2 separate regions of the Neogale vison genome follow, and region 1 is linked to region 2. Evidence: chromatin contacts called from public Hi-C data. All regions are on one chromosome and are shown on one strand. Each heading gives the region's core, a stretch centred on a gene start, on an enhancer-like site or on the middle of the called end of the contact. The rest is flanking DNA. Distances are from core to core; before and after follow the strand shown. Region 1 holds the start of SMAD3 (mothers against decapentaplegic homolog 3). Region 2 overlaps SMAD3 (mothers against decapentaplegic homolog 3).

Region 1 (3,714 bases), core at 534-3,033, 110 kb after region 2:
TATGTGGCATTTATTTCCAGAGGAGGCCCGTTCTGGGTTCCTGTGGACAGATGTTGCTTTGTGCCTGCCTCACACGGCTGGCAGGCCGTGTACAGCTGCCCCAAGCAGGTGGCCAAGGAGGCAGTCCACTCCTGGCCCAGCAGCAAGGCCCACAATCTCTGTGGGACTTGGGCCCTGCAGACCCTCTGCTCATTCCTCTGCAGCCTGGGACCCCCAGGGACATCCCACCCCATGCACACACACAAACGTCTATGCACACACACAAACATCCTTGGTGCAGAGTCAGAATTTAAAGGGGGCCCAGAGGGAGAGACAGGAGGCTAAGTTGTCCCCCCTACCCTGACTCTCTCTCTCTCTCAAACACACACACACACACACACACACACACACACACACACTTCCCAGCCAGGGGCAGCAACACTAAGAGAAAGCCCTGGGGAGTGAAGTCACTGACCCCTTCCATCAGCCATCTGTGAGCTCCCGCCTGACCTAACTAGCGCGATGCGGAGGAGAAAGGAGGTCCAGACAGATGGCAAAGCGCTTTGGGAAGGAGGGCTCTGCAGGAATGCGAGGGCCGATGCGAGGCCCACTTTGGGGTGCGTTGTTATCTGATCAGCTCGAAGCTCGTTCTCTCCTCCATCAGCCCGCAATCTCAGGCTGAAAGCTGGACAAAACAATCGTCGGGGAAGGGGGAGAAGAGAAGACCCTAACCTCTGCCACTTGTCTCTCATTTGAAAGCACTGCGCGGCAACTAAAGTGCGTGTGTGCGGAGGGGGCGGGAGACTGGCACAACCGAGTCTAAAAATACTGGATAAAAATGCTAATCCCGAAGGCAAAGAGAGAACGAAGAAGGAATCTGTCAATCACGAGGCTCCCGCTCCTCACCCACAGCCCCAGCTGTACGGACTGCATTCCTGTTGCAGAGGAAAGAAGTGGGGGGACAGGACTGAAGGAAAGAAAGGGAGAGACACCACCACCTCCACGAGCGCGGGCCGCGGGGGCGGGAGGCGGCGGCGGAGGAGGGGCTCCGGCCCGCGGAGCTGAACAAAGCGGGCCTCAACTTCTAGCCCGCAGCTCCCCGGAGTGGGGGCTGCCAATTCCAGCAGCACCCCCCTTTCGCGGAGGTGAAACATGAATGTGAGGTCTGGAAGTGAGAGTGCCCCGTGGAAGCCCCAGGCTCTGAATCTTTGCAAATTCAGAGAAGGTTTTGTTTGGGGTCCCCCCCACCAGCCTCTTCCGGACCGCGCTCCCTCTGCCTCCCCCTTACACACACACATACACACACGAGCCCTTTAGCTCCAACCCCACCCGACCGGCCCCGCCATGCCAGGGGTCTGGGCGGGCGCGCCCCCCGGGTCGCTAGGGCCCCCCACCTGGGGATGGTGATGCACTTGGTGTTGACGTTCTGCGTGGTGATGGCCTTCTCCAGTTCGTCCAGCTGCCCCGTCTTCTTGAGCTTCTTGACCAAACTCTTGACCGCCTTCTCGCACCACTTCTCCTCCTGCCCGTTCTGCTCGCCCTTCTTCCAGCCCAGCAGGCGCTTCACGATCGGGGGGGTGAAGGGCAGGATGGACGACATGGCTGGGGAGGGCGCGCGGGCGGCGAGGGGCGCCCCCGGCGGGGCTGGGAGCGATGGGTCGCCGAGAGGGCGCAGAGGGGAGCTCGGCCGCCCAAACTTCGCCCCAACTCCCGGCGAACGCGAACTTGCCCGTGCTCCCGGCCGGGCCGCGGCGCTGCAGCCAGCGGGGCTCGGCGCGCGGCCCTGCGCCCCGAGCGGTTCCCGCGGCGGGAAGGAGGGCGGCGGGGGAGGCGGGCGGACAGCCGACAGCGGCGCCGGGTCGGGAAGGCCCCGAACGCCGGGCGGAGGCGGCGGCCGCGAGACTCAGAGTGGCAGAAGAAAGTTTGGGTTTCCGCACGGGGTAGCTGTTTGGGTGCCGCCTCCAGGAAGGAAAGTCCAACCCCCCAGCCAAACTTTGCTCGCCTCGCTCGCTTTGATGCGCAGATCCCTCCGCCTAGGCAGCCTCGCTTCCCCGCTCCCCTCCTCCTTCCCGGCTCGCTCGCTCGCTCGCTCGCTGGGCCGGCCCGGGGCGTGCGCCGCGCTCCCGCTCCCGCTCCCGCTCCCTCTCCCGCTCCCGCCCGCTCCCAGTCTGTGTTTCATGCAAATCCGCGTGCAGCCTCCTTTCCAAGCGCTGTCACCGCCCCCTCGCCGCCGGGGCTCCCCGCCTCCTCCCCCGCGCCCCGCCGCCTCCGCCCCCGGGCGCCTTGCCCACCCCCAGCCTCCGGGAGGGCGCCCGGCCTTCCCCCTCCCCGCGCAGAGCACGCCCACGTGGGCGACCCCGTCCGGCAGCGGCCCTGCCTGGTGCGCGCAGGACCCCGCGCGGCCCGGACCTCTAGTCGGGCGGGCGCCGGGAGGAAGTCGTGGGAACCCAGCGGCGAGAGGGGAGGGCCGGGCTCTTGCCGTGGCGTCCACTCTCTGCACCCACACTCAGGAAGCTCCGTTGCAGTGTCGGGCTGGAGAGGGCCAGACTGGCAGCTAGCGAGCGCTCTCCGGCCGGAGGCTGGCGGCGCACCCATGAGGGCACCCGGGTCCGAGAAAGGGTGCGCGGAAGCGTGAGGCCCAGGAAGTCGGGGCGCGCTCTTGGATGTGCGCGGGCTGATGCCGGCCAGGTGCTTTGGAGGCGCCGGAGTCCCTGGAGCTGTTTTTGTTGTTGAGGTTGGGGTTTTGTTTATTGTTTTTTTATTCTCTCCTCGGTGAGATCACACCGGCTGAGAGCCCCCCCCGAGCCTGTGTGCGAAGGAGAGAGTTGGGATGGGGGGATGGAGATTTGAGGATCCATGAGACTCCCTGGATAATAGCCGGAGCCTGGGGTCCCTTGGGCCTTGTGAATCAAGTCCCGGGCAGAAAATGGGCCTCAAAAGACATCTGTTGAGTTCATGAAGGAATGAATGGGGGCGCTTTCGAATTTATCTTGGGGGGGGAGGGGAGATTACATTACTGGGTGTTTGCAGTCTTAGGATACAAAAAAAATCCGAAATTCGACACCCCCAAAACTAGGAGAAAGCTTTGTTTCCAAAGCTGTGAACTCGCAGAAAGTGGGGCAGAGGGGGAGTACTCGGGAGGTTTCTGTATTCAAACTTAGGCTCGGTGGGAAGCAAAGAAACCCCAAGACACGGGGGCGCCTGGGGATTGTCTCCCCACCAGCAGAATTCGGGGCCTTCTAGGCGCAAACCCTACAGTTGCGGTCGGGAGTTATTCCAGACCCTCTGGCCTTTTCTCCTGCTGCCCCTCCCCTGCCAGGCCTCTAGCCGGGTGTCTACAGCCTTTGTTTGTTTTTAACAGCAGGAAACCCCCCCCACCCGGTGAGAAAGACGTTATCCGCTAGCGGGTGGGGAGTTACAAAGCTCTGTGAGGTGTGGCCCAATCCACAAAATCCGCCGGGTAGCTGCAGGGGTCCCTGCCTTGGAGAGAATGGCCTCCCACAGGCCCATCAGCTGCCGGGAACGGCCGTGTTCTTCACACTCCCCTCCTAACTCCCCTGCCGCTTGGCCCTGAGAACCCCTGAACCCCAAGTGGGGCTTTCCCTTTCCTGGCTAGACCTCAGGTCACCTGCGGTCCCTGTAGTGTGAGGTTTCATTTTGTTCCTCCCAGCCCTCATCAGAAAAAAAAGAGAGAGAGAAAGAAAGAAAAGGAAACAACAGTCAACATGAATTGGT
Region 2 (3,473 bases), core at 508-3,007:
CCCACAATGCTGATTTCCCCGTCAATGTGCCAACCCAGGATTTTTTAATAGAAAATAAACATTTAAACGAGCATACGACAAAGCTCATTTAATTAATGCAACTGACTACGTAAACCAGGAGAGCCGGATGCATGAGAATAGCAAGTGAGCTCTTGCAGACCCACGGAATGGAGCGTCGCCTCTGCTCAGACCCCACTGATGCGACAACTGCCTCCTGCCTCACGTGACCATCTCACGTGCTTCAAATCTCTGAGATTAACGCGAGAAGAGAAAATATACATTGTATAAGCGCTGAGTCTCAGCAGATCTCCCAACTGTTCCAAGTGAGAAAGGACAAATTTGAGAGGAGGGGTCTCGTCCACTTTTCCCCACTGTCCGCGAGCGCATGTTCTGAGCACGCTGGCTCACCCTTCTCGGGACGCTGTCAGAGGAAAGGGGACAGATGCGCCCCCCTCCCCACCCCAAGTCAATCCGGCTCCTCGGGTGCAGGGTCTGCTGGAGTGCTGGGGCTCAGGAATGCTCAGCTGAAGCACTGGTCACAAGCGCCAGAGGGCTAGGCATGAGGTTCGCTCCCACCCCTGCAGGCTCTGTCCCACCTAGAACACCCAAGGTGAGTCTCACACTCCAGTCCGGAACCCAGGGCCATTTCCTGTTGGACAGTGACATCCCAGATTGCTGTCATTAAATCCGAAGGGGGCTGGGAGGAGGGGGCAGGTGGTGAACTACTACCTGTTTGCTCAAGCCGCCAGAGCAGAAGCCATTTCTTGCCCTGCAAACGGGGGCCAGAGGGCACATGTGTTTGGCAGACACAGCTGTTCAGAAAATCCATCTCTGGGTTTGCTTTTGCGTTTTGGAAAACAGGTCAGTGCCGCTTTGATTGAGGGAAAAAATTTCTTCTTCATTGACAATAGTGAGTTCCAATTTTCTCCTCCTATGCGGCCTTTCCCCCCAAAGCCCACCCTCCCCCCACCCTCCCCCTTCACACCCAGTGTCTCTAAGACACACTGGAACAGCGGATGCTTGGGGAGCCCATCTGAGTGAGGACCTTGTCAAGCCACTGCAAAGGCCCATTCAGGTGCAGCTCAATCCAGCAGGGGGTGCTGGTCACCGTTTGTCTCCTGCAAGACATAGGGAGAGGGGTGGGCTGGGAGACTTCAAAAAGGAGCAGAAGGACACACATACAAGTCAGAACACCTCTTCCTGCTTTGATGAGAGTCCTCTAGCCAGAGCCAGAGATAGGCCCATGGCGGCTTCCTAGACCCTGCTCTAGAGGAGGATCCAATGACTTGCTGAGACTTCCTGGGCAAACTCCTCCAACCAGGAAGAAAGAGCCTTGAACAAATCAGGTTCTCTCGCCAGGTAAGGAAATAGCCCTTCAAGGATTAAATGTGTGAGGCAAATTCCAGGGTATCCTACTTGTCCACCCATTTCTGTGACAGGCCCCCCCATAAAGAACTTCCAGCCTGAACCAAGGTCTCCCTGGGTCCCATCTGTCCTGAATGGGCAGCCTCAGCTCCAGGGCCAGGTCCGGTCCCAGCAGGCCCTGATGACGTGTGTCTGTCTGATGGAGGGGTGTTTTCTGCACAGCGCCGACAGAATCTACATGCCATCAGTTCCCAATGTGCTGATATAATTCCCATCTATGGCCTTATTTTGGAAAATCTTACAAGCTGAGCAAGCCATGGAACAATTACTGGAAAAAACCAAGGCACACCACACGTTTCTTTTCCCCAAAGCACTTTGTCTAAATTCAGGCTGGTTGATGACGCAGCCCACAGGCGAGCTCCCAAAGGCCTCCAGTGAGCAAAGGCTATCTGCTGAGGCCGGAGGCGCTTGTGCCAGCTGGAGGTGAGAGGCCTGGGCCCGGGGCCCTCCCCGCTGTTGGCCATCTGACAGGAGGGATGAAACCTTACTCTCTCTTTGGCCCAAGAGGCAGAAGGAGGGCAAGACTGTTCTGGGAAGGGGCCGCACCCGCCCATTAGGCAGCTCTGTGGGGCTGCCAGGTGGCAGTGACGCGGTAGGCCACACAGGACCCCACGTGCTGGCAGCATGTCCCACATGGTGACACAGTGCCCCTAGGGAAAGGCTTCCACCACCAAGGGACCTCCTCCCAGCACTTGGGAGCTGGAGGGCCACTGTGGTGTGCAAGCTTGAGGGCTTTTAGCTCGAGGCCATTGCCCTCCTTGCTTGGCCCAGGCTGGAGGTTTCTAGATGGGCTTGTGGACCCCAGGGTGCCTCTCTGACCTGAAATGCCTGAGTACAGTCCTCTGAGAAGTCTGGGTGTAGGAAGAGCAAAAGGACTTCTATCTGGCTCTTTTCCATTGGTGTCCAGCTAAGTAGTTCCCTTCCCCACTGAAAGAAAAATACTAATTTTGTAACCTTTCACTCTGGTCCCATAAATGATTTCAGCCGGGACCAAAATGTGGGCTAAAATCTCTCTTGGGCTGGGCCCTCGGGCCTGGGCTCATCTCCTCAGGCTGTCATAACTGGGCTGTAAGTTCTCCTGAGAGGCCTGACTACTTTCATTACTCGGTTAGTCACTCATCCTGGATTTTACAGAGACGCCCCCTCCCTCCCCAGACCAAGGTGCTGTGTTCCCTGGGCCTGTGGGGCAGACACAGGGAATAGCAGCTCAAATACGGTAAATAAGAGAGGACTTTACGGACCGAAATCCTCTAATGAGAATCTGACTTTCCATAAGTCATGCTCATCTGGATTTCATTACAAACGGTGGCCCAGAGCCAATACTGAAATGGGTTTGGCCTGGGTGCAGAATGACTACAAAACAAAATGGATTCCAAACATCTGGAAAAATGAAGAGAAGGGGGCAGTCACTCGCAAGGCACTGGCCCAGGCTGCCTCGCGGGCTCCTCTGCGTCTGCCACAGCAGCTGGGGGCCGGAGGGCCACAGGGCTCTGGCCCTCACACCCTCCAGTCTAGGCGTGGAAAGAAAAGGGACCAGCTTCGCCAAACCCAAAGCAGAATGCTCTGGGAGATTCAACAGAAGAGACCAGGTAGACCTGACCAGGGCTATGTTTAAACCAGTATCTGAAATTCTGAAAAAATAAATAAATAAAACTCCTTTCTTAGCGAGTAAACTCTGTTCCTTTTTGACTACCCAAATCTTCTCTCCTCCCATCTGCCTCTCAATTTTAATACCTGAGCTCCTCAGGGTCACCTCCATCAGAGGCAGAGCCCCAGAGAAGGGCAGAACAACTCCTTGGAGAGGGCTGTCCTAAAATCATCTGCCCAAAATGTACAACGAGCAAGAAGCCAAGAGGCAGAGTGCTAGGCTCAGCTTTTCCGCTAATGATGTGACTTCAGGTGAGTCACTTTCCCTCCCTGGGCCTTGGTCCTCTCATCTGTGCACCGGCAGTGGTGCCAGAGACCCCGGCTAGGGTGATGGTGAGGAAGATGTGTTTCTGGTGCTTGAGACACTGCCTTGCTCAGGTCTTCCTTACCCAGCGTGGCTT

The links. A called contact is a pair of places that touch in the nucleus more often than the background predicts.
Region 1: a contact with region 2 is called in a Hi-C map of tongue, with 3 times the contacts expected there. The contact joins the promoter of SMAD3 here to the enhancer-like site in region 2. A contact is called at or near these places in 3 of 3 Hi-C or Micro-C datasets (fibroblasts, muscle and tongue).

The regions. Positions count from the first base shown.
Region 1 is chr13:99,831,477-99,835,190 of ASM_NN_V1, forward strand. SMAD3 (mothers against decapentaplegic homolog 3) reads right to left here and starts at 1,784. Exons shown (of 9, transcript XM_044231368.1): 1 at 1,374-1,784. The coding sequence starts at 1,579.
Region 2 is chr13:99,720,269-99,723,741 of ASM_NN_V1, forward strand. SMAD3 (mothers against decapentaplegic homolog 3) reads right to left here. Exons shown (of 9, transcript XM_044231368.1): 9 at 1-1,118. The coding sequence ends at 995. Among named protein-coding and RNA genes, the nearest start is that of AAGAB, 62 kb to the left of the region's middle. Within about 2 kb of position 1,758, the one cell type or tissue checked has open chromatin away from gene starts, as enhancers often do. A contact at or near this core is called in fibroblasts, where this site is marked.